Linked DNA regions of Ovis aries: region 2 is linked to region 1. Evidence: chromatin contacts called from public Hi-C data. All regions are on one chromosome and are shown on one strand. Each heading gives the region's core, a stretch centred on a gene start, on an enhancer-like site or on the middle of the called end of the contact. The rest is flanking DNA. Distances are from core to core; before and after follow the strand shown.

Region 1 (7,122 bases), core at 1,944-4,443:
TAAGCAGTGGGCTCAGTCCTGGAGGATTAAGGTATTTCAGAGCCCTGAGGTTTGGAAAGCGTCCTGTGCTAACACTCGGCCTGAGAGACAGGGGAAGTCACCTTTCTCTCTTTGGGGACCTGTTTCCTCCTTGGGAAAAAGAAAGGGTTTTTCTAAATGATTCTTGGAGTCCCCATCTCTGAATCTACAATAGTGAGTCAAGAAATATTTCTTGAATGAGTGGAAAGGGATCTGTCATAAACTAAGAATTTCACACTGCCCTGCAGCCTCTCCAAATTGCGTGGGCCAAACTGGAAAAAGAACGGAAACTTTTTCTACTGGCTGCAAAACTCAAACACACCTACTTGGCACTGTGCCTTTGTAGGAAGGAAGATGGCCATTGTGTATCTGGGGAACAACTGAATTAACTGATGCTAACCAACCTCAGCGGGAATGGAGGTTGGCTTCGTTGCTGCTTCTCCTGGGAAAACACAGCCAAAAGTCTAACTCCCAGAAAGAGGGGTCTCTAAGGCTCAGAGGGATCAGAAGGGTGCCAGCCACCCCCAAAGCCCCAGAGCTCTTAGCTGCACCCCTCTTTCTAAACACCAGGGGCACAATTCTCTAGCAAGGACCTCTCACCCACAGAGGACAGGAGGCAGGCAGGTATAGAGGGCTCACTTCACTGCTCTTTATCCAGGGTTACTTTCGTCCTTCCACGTGTGAAATGTAGTTCAACAGATCTGTTCTCCAACTTAGAGTTTGGGTCCAACGCTGCTTAATTGTATTTGGCTATGTCTCTACTTCTTGCTTTTCAGTATGAAGATCAGACCCTTTCTTCCTCCCCAAAGCCTTGCCACTTGCTGAAATGTCCACATTGTCCTCTGGAGCCCACCACCTTCGCTGGTGGGGCACCAGAAGAGTCTTCCCGCCTCCTCTTTGTCCTTCCTCTCTCTGCCAGCCCAGCCCGAGCCCACTGTTAACTCACATCTCCTTCCCAAGTCTCAGTTCCTTCCAAAGAGCTTAACAAGTGCATGAAAGCCTGGGCCCAGGCAGCTATCGCTACTGGCATTTTTTTGCGCTTCCTCCAAATGACGCTCCCCAAAGGGACCACGGAAACCCAGAGCAGGAGTAAGCCTGCCCATCTGGGGGGAAGGGAGGAACTTCAAGGGTCAGGACAGTGCCAAATATCAGGGGATGGGGCCCTTTAGAAGAATTTGCGCTACAGGATGGAAGGAGTCAGGAGTCGAAATCCTCAGAAGCAAAGCAGAAGATGCCCCAGGGAGGTAACATACAAATGGACTTCCTTATAGGCGAGAGAGAGAGAGAGAGAGAGAGAGAGAGAGAGAGAGAGACAGAGAGAGACAGAGAGAGACAGAGAGAGACACCAGCCTGGTTCCTCTTCCCTGAGGCCAGGCTCACAGCTCTCCCTGAAATCTTTCCCTGCTCTCTCCCATCCCAAGTCTCTCTGCCTTTCAAGAGATCCCTGGAGCTCCAGTTCCCCTTTGAAAGCCTCCTCTAAAGCCTCTGGTCCACCACCTCCTTCATAAAATCCTTTCTGAGTTTGTCCATATCACGCTGCTGTTTGTCCATATCATACATGCAGCTTAACCAGTGCTAACCAAGCAACAGGCAAAGAAGCTTGGTTCACAGAACCAGCAGTCTTCTGACTGTGTGAACACAGACAAGTCACTTAAGCTCTCTGAGCTTCGGTTTGCTGCCCTCCTGCAAAACGGGGCTAACGACAGGACACTTCTCAGTGGGCCATTGTTGAGGGTAAAACGAGATAACGCGTGTAAAGAATTTAGCACAGTGCCTGGCCCAGCCCAAATGTATAATAAATGGTGGCTGGTGCTGCCATTATGATTACTGTTAATTATTATTATTAATTATTACTTTTCTGATTCAGGAATCTAAATCCTAGACCCTCACTTATCCTCTCAGTCTAAAGTACCCCGGTAGGACTGTGTCTCTTACTTTCCTGGTACCCCCAGAGCTGGGTTTAATAAACACTTGCTGAGTAGAATTAACCATAGGTTGAGCTGTCTTAATGACCCAGCTGGCACTTCTTAAAAGAAAAATTAATTTTGCTAGCGATAAGCAAATCAGCCATGTAATTATCTGCACATATAAAGACAAAGAAAAGGAATGCTTGGAGTTCAGCCTTGCCAGAATACCTCACACGCAGCCACCCCCTCGACAGCCCCTGAGAAGAACGGACCCTGTGGGGATGGGATACAGGCGCCGGGATCCCTGATGCCACCCAGGAGCCTGCTTCTCTGTCCTGCTCCGAGGCTGCCAGGCACCCACTGGGAGCCACATGACTGTCTGGATTTCCCCTAACTGATTGGCAGCCTGCAGGAGGTTGCCAGGATGGAGCAGCTGGCCGAGTCACTGCCTATCCTACTCACACTCCCTGCCCCAGGCTGGCACCTCGTGGCGACCCAGAACCTTGCCACAGAGAAGGTTCAAGTTCCCACAAGCGTTAAGATTGTTCGTGACTGGAGCCAACTGTAAGAGCTTTGGAACCTAGGTGAAATGGGAGAGCCACAGGAACGCGGGACCCCATTCTGGGAAGCTTGTTGCCACCAACCCTCACAGAGGGCAACAGTGCCCACCTCTATGGCCACCTCGCTAGCACCCCTGTCCCTACCCCAGCCCCTGTCCCTGCCCTGCGCAGCCTGGCTTGAAGTGCCCTTGGGCACAGGAGTGTGTTAGTCCAGACAGGCTGCGCGCACCCAGGAGTACAGTTCCTTGTGCTCCACCGGCTCCAACCACCCCACCCCAAACCGCGCGCCAACAGCCTGCTGCCCAGCAAACTTTTCTGCGCCCTTTCTTTTTGCCGTTCCACAAAACGGTGCTTCCCAACGACAGGCTCTCCAAGAGCTTAGCGCAAATCCTCGCCCGGTCCTCCTTCGCCAAATCCCAGCCGCTCGCCGCCCACTTGACCCCGACCCCGCCAGGGCCAACGGAGCCCGCCCGGCTGGGTCCGGGCCACTCCCTCCCGTCCGGGCGGGCACTCACCGATCTGCGCCAGGCTCAGCTGCACGAGGCAGAGTCCCCAAGCTGCGCGCCACCAAAACGTGTCCATGGCGTCGGAGCGACCGACCGAGCGAGCGGAGTGGAGCCGGAGGGGCCGGGCGCTGGGCGGGGGCCGGCGAAGCACGGGGCAAGCAGGGCGCCCGAACCTGTCGGAGGCTGGGGTCCGGCTGGCAATGAGGGCGCCTCGGAAGTTGGGTGCAGTTTTTATTCGAGGGTTGAGAGTGACCTAAGAGGGAGGGAGCGAGGGAGGACACACCCAAGCGAGGGGGCTGTGACTAAGCAGCCCGCAGAAGTTTAAAGACGTACCAGCTCTCCTTAGCCCTGGCCCCTCCGCCCCCGCCCCGTTCTCCCCCGAGATAATAAAGCGGGGTGTCTGGGCGCGCACCCCGGAGGGCCGAGGGGGTCCCCGTGCACCCAGGACGCACCGACTTTTCTCTCCTGGCGGCTGGGAGCGCAGCCTCTGGACGCAGGAGGGAATAACTGAGTCCTGAAACCTCGCCCCTTTGGGTTCAGCCTCTGGCCTCTCCCCTCCGCGAAGTTTCTCTTTTGACTCAGGCTGGGGAACTCTTCTCTGTGGGTTTCACAGGCAGCTGGATATTCTGGGAGAGGGGCTGGGACCGTGGAAGTGTGGTTTTCCCCTGCGCATGGTCGGGAGCTTGCGATTCTTCCAGGGAAGGGAGGAAGAGCTCGTCGACCTTCCCTTGAAAGAGAAGGGAGTTCATTAACACGCTTCGGGTGGACTTTTGATTCTTAGCAGGACTGCTCAGGGAAAGCTAATGGTAGCCAGCCACGGGGCTGGTATTTGGCTCTACTGACCTGTACATCATCTTCCGGTCCCAGGCTGGCACCTGGTTCCGTCTATCCATTCCTCCTTGGCTTACTCACACTCTCACTCATCCTCCCAAACACCCACGGGTTCCTCTATCTACCCATTTTATCTTGTGTCTCTCCAGGGCTCACACATCTATTTACCCTCCTGTCCATCGGTATGCACTGACATGCACCCAGCCTCCTGTCCAGCCATTCTGTCTACCCATCCATCAACCACATCTTCTTCCAACCACCCTCCCATACAACTTCTCATCCATCTATTAATCTTTTCACATCTCTTTGTAAAGCCACATCCATCTATATACTATTCTCCCCTCCATCCATCCATACCCACATATCTGTTCATACATGTACTCACACATTATCTATCCATCCATCCATCCATCATCTACATATCCATTCATCATTTTACCCCTCCTCTCACCCACCCACACATCGATCCCTTCTTTCTTGGTCCCGTTTATATTCCTATCTACATGAATATTAATCCACTTTCTATCCTAATCTATTCTACTCAGCAAATCTCAGAAAAGGGAGGAGATTGTCATATTCCTCATTTTGAGTTTGAAAAAATCATACTTTGCACTATAATTCCATATCTATCTGTAACATTGTGATACAATATTTGAAAAGCAAGTGCAGCATTTATTGCTAACTTGGACTACTGAATCTGATACCAGAAACTGTGAAGAGACCCTGAAAGAGCCTTGCCAGCATTTTTAAAGCAAAGTAACCACTTTTTTATTTTGGAGAGCAATTGGAACATTTGATCAGATAAAAAGATTGAAGGAGGACAGCAAGATATGAGGCTAGGGGGTAAGCAGGGGCCAGTTTGTAAATTATACTAGGAAGTTTGAGCTTGATCCCTAAGAAACAGGAAGTCAATGAAAGTTTACTTTGCTGTTGCTGTTGTTGTACTAAAATACACCTAATAGAAAATTTAACATTTTAGCCATTAGGTAGCTTTTCATGCAGTCATGAAATTGTGCAGCCATCCCTACTGCTTTAGTTCAGGCTGCCATAACAAAGTACTATAGACTGGGTGGCTTAAATGACCGATTTATTTCTCACAGTTCTGGAAGCTGAGAAGTCCACGATCAGGGTGCCAGTATGGTCCGGTTCTGGTGAGAACACTCTTCTGGTTTGCAGAGAGTCATCTTCTCTGTCCTGTCCTGTCCTCACAAGAGGGAGAGAAGGGGATGGAGGGCGAGAGAGAGGACAAGCTCTCTTGTGTGCATCTGCTTATAAAGGCACTAATCCCATTCACGGGAGCTCCACTCACATGACCTAAACTACCTCTCAAAAGCCCCACCTCCTAATAGCCTCACACTGGAAGTTAAGATTTCAACATATGAACTTGCAGGGAGACAAACATTTAGAACAAATGCTATGTAGTTCAGTGTGAGTTTTGAGTTGGGAAGAGCCTGCTTGACTAGGGGCTGTTCCTCTTGCATTTTCAGGGAGAGTATTTGGAGCTGAAAGATCGCTGGACTTACTGTTCCCCAGCTGCTCAGTGGCTGACATTCCACGTCCAAAGGGGTGGCCCGTCTGAAACAAAGAGCCCCACTTGACCAACAGGTATGCTGATAAACGCTACAATAGTAGCTGACTTGGCCGAGCCATCTGTGACCAAGAGGACACTTTCCTTCAGCAACTGGGGGCAAACTGGCTTCCAGGCAGATCTTCAGGCTCTGATCACGTGAGAAACCAGCCCTGGTGAGTTTCGTGGAGAGAACACTGGACAAGGAATGACCGTGGCTGTTTTGTGTCACTTCCAGGGTTTTCAGCTTTTTTTCTTGTTTGTTTTGTTTTGGAGAAGAGGGGGAAAGTGGAATGGATATTTGTAGTCACTAGAAAGACTGGAAACAATGTTTGTCTTTCTGTTCCATGCATGGAACTAGGTATTTCCTTGGAGACTCCTCAGAAACATACACAGGGATCAAAGCAAAGGCTTAGGTGTGGGCTATGCCTCCCCCATGGGAGAAGGAAATGGCAACCCACTCCAGTATTCTTGCCTGGAGAATCCCCAGGATAGAGGAGCCTGGTGGGCTGCCATCTTTGGGGTCGCACAGAGTTGGACACGACTGAAGCGACTTAGCAGCAGCAGCAGCATGCCTCCCCCACTAGAGTCCCCATCCCAGCCACAGAGCTCCCTCTGGCATCAATGTTATACACTAGACTGCTGAATGAGATTTCATTTTGACAAAGAATTTGACTTCACGCAAATATTAAAAACCACTATATTGGGTCATCTTGAACCTTGGTCCCCTTTGCACTTGTGCAGTAAACAATCAGCAAAGGAAGAAACGTGTATGAAAGTGTTTTACAAACTGTAGAGGGGCATGCAAATTCTCGGGCATCATAGTTAGGATTCTTCTCCCAGGGGAGATCTTTTGCTAGCCTGCTTCCCGACAATTCAGTGCTGGACTGAGGTTGTTTGCCCCCATGCCGCAAATGACTCATTTCAAACTGCCCTGGTGACTTACTGAGTCAGGGCCACCCCTTGGGAATTCCTGGATCACCTCTCAGAGCAAACCCCACTCCCTTTCCACCCCCGACACCTCTCCTTTACTCTGCCCACACCACTGGCCTCACCAGGACTTTCCCTGCTCTTCTCTGAGCCTCTGTAAAGCTTGTATCTACAAAATTGCTATTTTTAGGTGGTCAATGTCTATTGCAGGGGATACTTTTCTAAGCCAAACTATGAGACATGGGAAAGTAAAAAAGAGAGCTTGAATTGATCTGGGTTGACGTGAGATTACACTATTTGGGAAGAATCCAGGATGGAATCAGCAGCCTTGGATGAGGAAACCCCAAGTCTGAGCCTCAGCTCTCCCGCTTATCAGTCGGTGACTTTATTTGGGTCTCTTAACCTCCGGGAGTTTTGGTCATCCTGTCCACAAATAACACAAATTCTCATCCCGTTGACGTTAATAAGAATTTTATCACAGTTATGAGTAGTAAGTGAAATAAGGCAGCAGGACTCTTTCCTGGAATCCCTGCCTCATGGTGAAACTATGACCTACCAGCCTCTAAGCTATCTAGAGAGAGGACCATGTCTGCCTTGGGTCTCAGTACTAACTCAGTTCCAATGCCTGGTAATTGCTGTCTCTAGTGTTCGTACTGCACTCAGTAAATAAACACGACATAAATGCAAAAATACTATCGTTCTTTTCCCTCCCAGCACACTTTACATGGTGACTTCAGGAATCACGTGATCCAATAGGTAGAAGCATTTAAACAACCTGACACTTTTGAGACATAGGCAGGCAG
Region 2 (7,122 bases), core at 2,084-4,583, 110 kb before region 1:
TTTGAAGACACCTTTCTTTACTCTCTTGGAGTCAAGTGTACATCACATCCATATTCAAATGTTATTAAAATCTCATTTACAGAAAATATGGTCATCAGTAAATTTCTGGGCTGCCATTTTGTTTTAAAGTAGCACAGAGCCACCGATTGGAGTTAAGTTAAGCTTAACACTTTAGTATGGATGCCATTTGATCATTATCAACCAGTCCTTCATAAGAAACATGACTTTGCTTGTTCAGGGAGTATAATCCCCATGTTTTAATTTCTTGCCCTTTCTTCTGGAACAGAGGTGTTTAATCTACCCACAGTGGTTGTAAGGCCGCCTATTATGCTGCTTTCCCTTATTGAAAGAAGGAGAAGCAGAAGAAGAAAAATAAAAAGAAGAATTATTTGGGGGCTGGAAATGGAAGGAAGGATTATAGGCTAGGAACCAGCAGGCAGGAGTTCTGACCTTTGCACAGTCACTAAAGTGTTGTGTAAATGTGGTCCTTCCCTTAGCAATTTGGAAGTCATCTTGACATATGTAAAATTAGGGGTTTGAAGTAGACACTTTCTAAACTTTTGAACTCTGAAATTTGAATTCTGTCAGCTGGGTACGTCATCATGACTACAGATAATTTTGGTTTTTAATCTGATTAGCATAATGTCTCATACATACAAAAGGATATATGTAATCTATATCTAAGTTACAGTGCGGCATGATATAGAATCCTATGACTCGGTAAGCCAGTGCAGGGCCTAAAGCATCCCCCAGCATTTCGCTTGACCTTCATACTCCTTCCTTATTCCATTCAGCTGCTTTACTCCCCGGGGGAAACTGCTTCTGGAAATTATGTTTATCATTCCTCCACTTTTAAAAATAGGTTGGTTTTTTTTTTAGTCTCACACATATGCACGACTCCACAAGCTCTGCTTATTTCTGAGCTTTATAAAAAGGGTATTACATTGCATGTAGTCCTTTCCAATACGTCTCTTTTCTTCTTAACGTGTTTCTCAGTTTATTCATGCTGTTACAAGTAGCTGTGGTTCATTTTCATGTCTGTATAATTGCATAGTATGTGAAATGTGCCATATTTTGGTTACTCACTTTCCTGCCAATGTATATCTGCCTCATTTCCAGTTGTTTTTTTGATGTTAAATAATGCTGCTATGAATGTTTCTGTATGTTTCCTGGGCGTACAACCTAGGGAGGCTTTGACACATGTGCTTCTAGAGATAATAAATAAAATAATGTGTGTTTTTGTGTGTCTCTGTGTGTCTGTGTATCTCTGTGTATGCGTGCATGCATGACTGAAAAGTTCCCCTTCAAATCTTCCATTTATTTGTCCGTGGCTCCTTCAAAGCACTCACTTGTGAACCACTGTTGGAACCCTTGGTGATTCATCCACTGCTGGCTGTTTAATGGAGTCCATCTCACTGGCAGGAGCACTGAGGCAGACAAAACCAGAGTATTTTAATTTTTGGCCACATGTGGAATCTTAATTCCTCAGCCAGGGATGGGACCTACATTCCCTGCAGTGGAAGGCAGAGTCTTGACTGCTGGACCACCAGGGAAGTCCCTTTTATATGGTGTGTGTGTGTGTGTGTGTGTGTGTGTGTGGCTGCACTGCATGGCATGTGGCACTTCCCTGACCAGAGATTGAACCTATGCCCCCTGAAGTGGAAGCACGGAGTCTTAATCTCTGGACTGCCGGTGAAGTCCAAAACAAGCATTTTAAAAGGGGAATTTAAATTTAAAGCTGAAGCCTTCTTTCGTCAGGCTCACATGATACGTACCGTCAGAGAGTACAGCTCTAACGGTAGCTAGAGACGGCCTGCTCAGCCTTTGACCTCTTCTTTAAGCAATGATGTGCTACACCCAGCAACTCCACCCGACATTAGCAGGTTGCATGCTATGATGCAAACAGTGGTTTGAAGGAAGAAGCTACAGGAAGTCCCAAGAAATATCTCTACCTACCCCAAGAACCACTAATAGCCCAATTAGCTGCACTCTGTACCCCCACAGTGGAAGATTGTAGAGCCGTAAAAGGCTCTGCGGATACCACCTACGGCCCTGAACCTTCTGGGCATCTCTCCTTCCAGGCACGGTGACACAAACAGGAAGCCAGGACTCGGTACTTCAAAGAACCACAGGTAACGGAGGTTTAGGCACCTCCAAGGAAGCATTCATGAGGTGCTCTCCCTGCTCGTCACCGCTCAGCCCAGACAGGAAGGCATGGGTGGAGATGCCCACACAGTTGATGTGGGCCCCGCCAGAGTAAAAGACTGTGGAGTCCCCAGCAAATAATAATTTCCTTCCTGGTAATTTTTAAAGTTCCGTTCATTCTTCTTCTTACTGAGGCAGTGAGAGGCCATCTTTAATTCCCATGTCATGGTAAGAAAAACAGCCGCAGAGGCTGAAATTCAGGAGTGCTGGTTGACCTCCTGGAGAAGGCAATGGCACCCCACTCCAGTACTCTTGCCGGGAAAATCCCATGGATGGAGGAGCCTGGTAGGCTGCAGTCCATGGGGTCGCAGAGAGTTGGACATGACTGAACAACTTCACTTTCAATTTTCACTTTCATGCATTGGAGAGGGAAATGGCAACCCACTCCAGTCCTCTTGCCTGGAGAATCCCTGGGATGGGGGAGCCTGGTGGGCTGTTGTCTATGGGGTCTCACAGAGTCGGACACGACTGAAGCGACTTAGCAGCAGCAGCAGCAGCAGCAGCAGCAGTTGACCTCGACGGCCTGTTCAAGAACAGTCTAAAGAGAACAAAAGCCATCCAATATAAATACTGTGCTTACCCTCAAACATTTAAAAGCAGTGATTTTAGGACTTCCCTGGTGGCCCAGTGGTTAAGTGCAGGGGACACAGGTTCAATTCCTGGTCCGGGAGATTCTACATGCCTGGGGGTGACTAAACCCATGCAGCACAACTACTGAAGCGCATGCGCCCTAGAGCCCTAGAGAAGCACTCACACCACAACCAGAGAAAGCCCGCGCACAGCAACGAAGGCCCAGTGCAGCCAAAATAAATAAATAGATAAAATTTAAAAAATAAAAGCAGTGACTTTAAATTCTTCTGAATTCCATAAGCAGACAAATGAAACATTATTGCGTTTCCCCTGTCCCCCTTGATTGGGTCAGAATGAATATGCAAAACCCCAACATCTATTTTTGTCTGTGATTTGGGGTGATCTGATTTCAGCCTTCCAAATACTGTCTGGAAAAATCTAGAGGCCACTAGTGAAGGAAAAAAGACAAATATAGAACTGCTGTCATCTACGGTTCACTCCTTTTGTTGCATGAGCTGACTCTCCTGGAATTCTCCAACAGCTTCTGTCACTTCTCAGATGTTTTCCAGGCCTGTGTAATGTATTGCTCACAGAAGGAGGGGCCAAGGAATTTCCAAACTGCCTTCATCTGAGTGAAAAGTTCAACTGGAATCCAGCTTCTCTTTTCCAGTTGCTTACTCTCCTGATCTCAAAATTTCCTCACCTCTTAGTGAGGAGGACAGAAATCATTTCAAACTGTAAAGTTAGAAAGGACCTCAGGGGCAAATATTTGAAATTTAGCCATGTCTTTTTGCAGATGGGGGGTTCCCTGGTGTCTCAGATGGTAAAGAATCTGCCTGCAATGAGGGAGACCTGGGTTCTATCCCTGCGTCGGGAAGGTACCCTGGAGAAGGGAATGGCTACTCACTCCAGTATTCTTGCCTGGAGAATTCCATGGACAGAGGAACCTGGTGGGCTACAGTCCATGGAGTCACAAAGAGTCAGACATGACTGAGCGACTAACACCTTCATTTTCTTTTGCAGATGAGGAAATCAGTATCATAATTAAAATGAATTAGAGGTAATACAGTGGCAAACCAAGGTTAAATCCTGATTCTGTAACTTTTCCAACTATGGGCCATTGGAGAGTTTATGTAGACTCACTTTCTTCATCTGTGAAATGGGGCTAATCATGCCTATGCTACATAAAGCAGTTTACACAGTACTTGGCACATATTAAGGGTTCAGTCAATGATAGTTATCATCAGCATCACTGTTACCATCCTTAGCACTATCAGCCACAACTTCTTAGTGACTAAGCTGGAAGAAGTCTGGCTTTCTCTTTCCCAACTTGGCCTCTTTTTTCAGCCATACCACACTGACACGAGCCTGTAAAACAAAGTTCAGCTGCTCTTCCAAAAATCTGGGCTTAATTCTTGGACCATGACCTCTCCTGACCTGGCCCAGGATAATCTCTACTCCTAGAGGAGCTTTATGAACATCACACGCCTTTCTGTCTTTTGTTCCTGGTGCCCCTCCACACTTTCTTCTGCTACTCACCAAAGCTCTGATTTTTGACAATGAGGGAAGGCACTGGATTTCTTCAGGGATGGGAATTGAATCTCAGCCCTACCCAAATGGCCTCTCACTGGGATGGAAGCCTGAGCTTGCTCTTCCAACAGGAAAGGGAACATGACATCCAGAGATGAAGCAATCCTTTTCCTCACATAGAAGGCCCTCAGGGAGTCCAAGCTTGCAGTGTTGCGTGTAGTAGTAGAGACAAATGTCATGAGAAAAGCTGTTGCTGTGGAATGTGGCCAACCCAGCAGGTCCCTCAGAGCCCCTTGGCTGAGTCTATTCCCGGCAGTTTCCCTTCCCATCATCCTTTTCTCCATTGCCTTGTCTTCTTTCAAGAATGATGTTCACTTTCTCCTCCAGCAGTGTCAAGAACAGAACTTGGGAGAAACTTTGTGGAACCTTTTGGTTTGGGGAGCTCATCCATTGCTGTGTTAGAATCATCTCAAAATGGTGCCCCTCTTGAGTCTGCAGCTGCTTCAGGGCATGGCCACACTCTGATGAAAGTGAAGTCTCTCAGTCGCATCTGACTCTTTGTGACCCCATGGTCTGTAGCCTGCCAGGCTCCTCCATCCATGAGATTTTCCAGGCAAGAATACTGGAGTGGGTTGCCATTTCCTTCTCCAGGAGATCTTCCCAGCCCAGGGATCGAACCTGGGTCTCCCACATTGCAAGCAGACTCTTTACCGTTTGAGCCACCAGGGAATCAGCGAGGAGCCTGATAGTTATGATTAATAGTAGCTATTATCATAGGTAATATCCCTAGAAGTGGAACCTGAGACAGGATTCAAGTTCTCAGGGTGTGTCTGAGGGCGTACTTCTCAGGAAACCCTATGAGACTAGGAGAGCAGTGGAAGAGGGCAGGGGAAGAACCGAGCAAGAAGATAGCTTCAGGGAGAGTCTAACTTTGTATTGTCCCCACTTGAGGAAAGGAAACTTGTCTTTGGCACCCATATCAGTCAGTCACTGACTGTGGGCCACGTAGGGAGGTGTGGGCAGAACCTGCAGGGTAGGCAGCTCTCATCTGCAGAGAGCTATTCACCAGAGAGGAAGCAGCCGTGAGCTGTTAGCTGTCCACACAGCAGTTATGAGATGGGTGGACAAATCCGAGAAGGGCATCTGGGCAGAATACGTATGGCGTCTGCTACAGGTTCCCTTCCACATGTGGCAGGCTTTTGTAGACCTTGGGTGTTTGTCTTCTCGTAACAATTCTGTGAGGCAGGCGCTATCACCCTCCCTGTTTCACAGGTAATGGAAACCGAGATTCAGAAACTTACAGACCTAAGAAGAAGCTGGCTCGGGGCTTCCCTGGTGGCTCACTGATGAAGAGTCATCTGCTAATGCAGGAGAGACGGGTTCAATCCCTGATGTGGGAAATCCCACATGCCGTGGGGCAACTAAGCCCCTGCACCACGACTACTGAGCCTTGCTCTAGAGCCCAGGAGCCTCAGCTATTAGTGCTGAAGCCTGCCAGCCCTAGGGCCCATGCTCTACAACAAGAAAAGCCTCTGCAGTGAGAAGCCTGCCAACCGCAGCTGAGAGTAGCCCCTGCTTGCCACAACTAGAGAAAAGCCCAGGCAGCGACAAAGACCCAGCGCAGCCAAAATTAATTAAAAATTAAAAAGCTGGCCTAGAGGTCTATCTGGCTTCAATATCTCCCACTATACTGGCTCCATTTCCCCCAAATAACCCAGCAGAGTACATTGCCACATTATTGATTGTTTTAATGGCATTTAAAGCTCTGGGCTGAATGCAATAGTCCTCGATGTCTCATTTGAAAGTCCAGTTATGCAGGAGACTTTAGGGCATTCATTCAAAGAGGATTGGTCATGCTTATCATCACATAACATCCTGCATCATCTACTTAACTGCTCCAAGGAATCATGAAACCCATGTTTGGTAAAGAGAAGATCTCAAAAGATATCTGTAGTCCTAAGGTACACCTGTCCTTAGCTGGCCCAGGTTGTTAGAACATTTTCTCTTCCTTAAAACGTTTGCTAAGTCAACAGGCCAATGAGTGTCATCCAGAGTGTCAACTGTGATCAACTGAGAGTGAGGGGGATTCCAAGATGCCATCTGTGCTCACTAGGGAAGAATCCTGTTTGATTATCAATGACCGCAAGCGAAGAGGTTGTGATTTATGTTTGTCTTATATCTGCCGCCTTTCATTGCAGCAGCCCAGATGAGTTACACAGCAGTGACAAAGAGCGCCCAGGTCTTGGTGGCCTCAGCATGATAAGTTTGTTACTGGCTCAACCATAGTTAAGGTTACAGAGGTCTGCAGAGGTCTCTCTGTTCACTGCAGTTCCTCACAATCCCTCAATGATCAACCAGCTACTATCTCATAACAGAGAGGAAAGAGCTCCAGGAAGGTCACTCCAGTGAAATGTCACTTTGGCTTCCAACTTATTGGCCAGAAGGATCACAGGATCCCACCCAGCCCTGAGGGAGAAGGCAATGCAGTCTCACTGCATTCTCAGGATGGGGGAGATGGAGAAACATTTGTTGACCAGCACTAACAAATTATTACGGCCCACTTCTCTTGTCACCTAATATCGGGCGCACTTTGTTTTCCAAAGGCAAAATGTGTTTACCACTTGGCCAATGGAAACCATATCAAAGTCTCACCCAATTGTGGCACCAAGCTCAAAGCCCAGGATCTTGGGGGTGATGTGGGGACATTTCTGCATATGGTTTGGATGTGGCTCCTGTTGGCCTAGAAACCCATAAGCAAACAAATAAACAAAAATCCAAGTTTTCTGCAGCTCCTAATCTCTCTTCCATACCCCTCCT

What was found. Hi-C and Micro-C count contacts between places; a contact is called where the count stands out from the background.
Region 2: a contact with region 1 is called in a Hi-C map of skin fibroblasts, with 3 times the contacts expected there. The contact joins the enhancer-like site here to the promoter of CD44 in region 1. A contact is called at or near these places in 6 of 16 Hi-C or Micro-C datasets (blood, muscle, retroperitoneal adipose tissue and 2 more).

Annotation. Positions count from the first base shown.
Region 1 is chr15:64,453,854-64,460,975 of ARS-UI_Ramb_v3.0, reverse strand. CD44 (CD44 molecule (Indian blood group)) reads right to left here and starts at 3,193. Exons shown (of 11, transcript XM_060399518.1): 1 at 3,001-3,193. The coding sequence starts at 3,067.
Region 2 is chr15:64,564,827-64,571,948 of ARS-UI_Ramb_v3.0, reverse strand. LOC132657832 (a long non-coding RNA gene) reads right to left here. Exons shown (of 2, transcript XR_009596542.1): 2 at 1-2,743. Among named protein-coding and RNA genes, the nearest start is that of CD44, 110 kb to the right of the region's middle. Within about 2 kb of position 3,333, at least 14 of the 54 cell types and tissues checked have an H3K27ac peak or open chromatin away from gene starts, as enhancers often do. A contact at or near this core is called in tail adipose tissue, where this site is marked.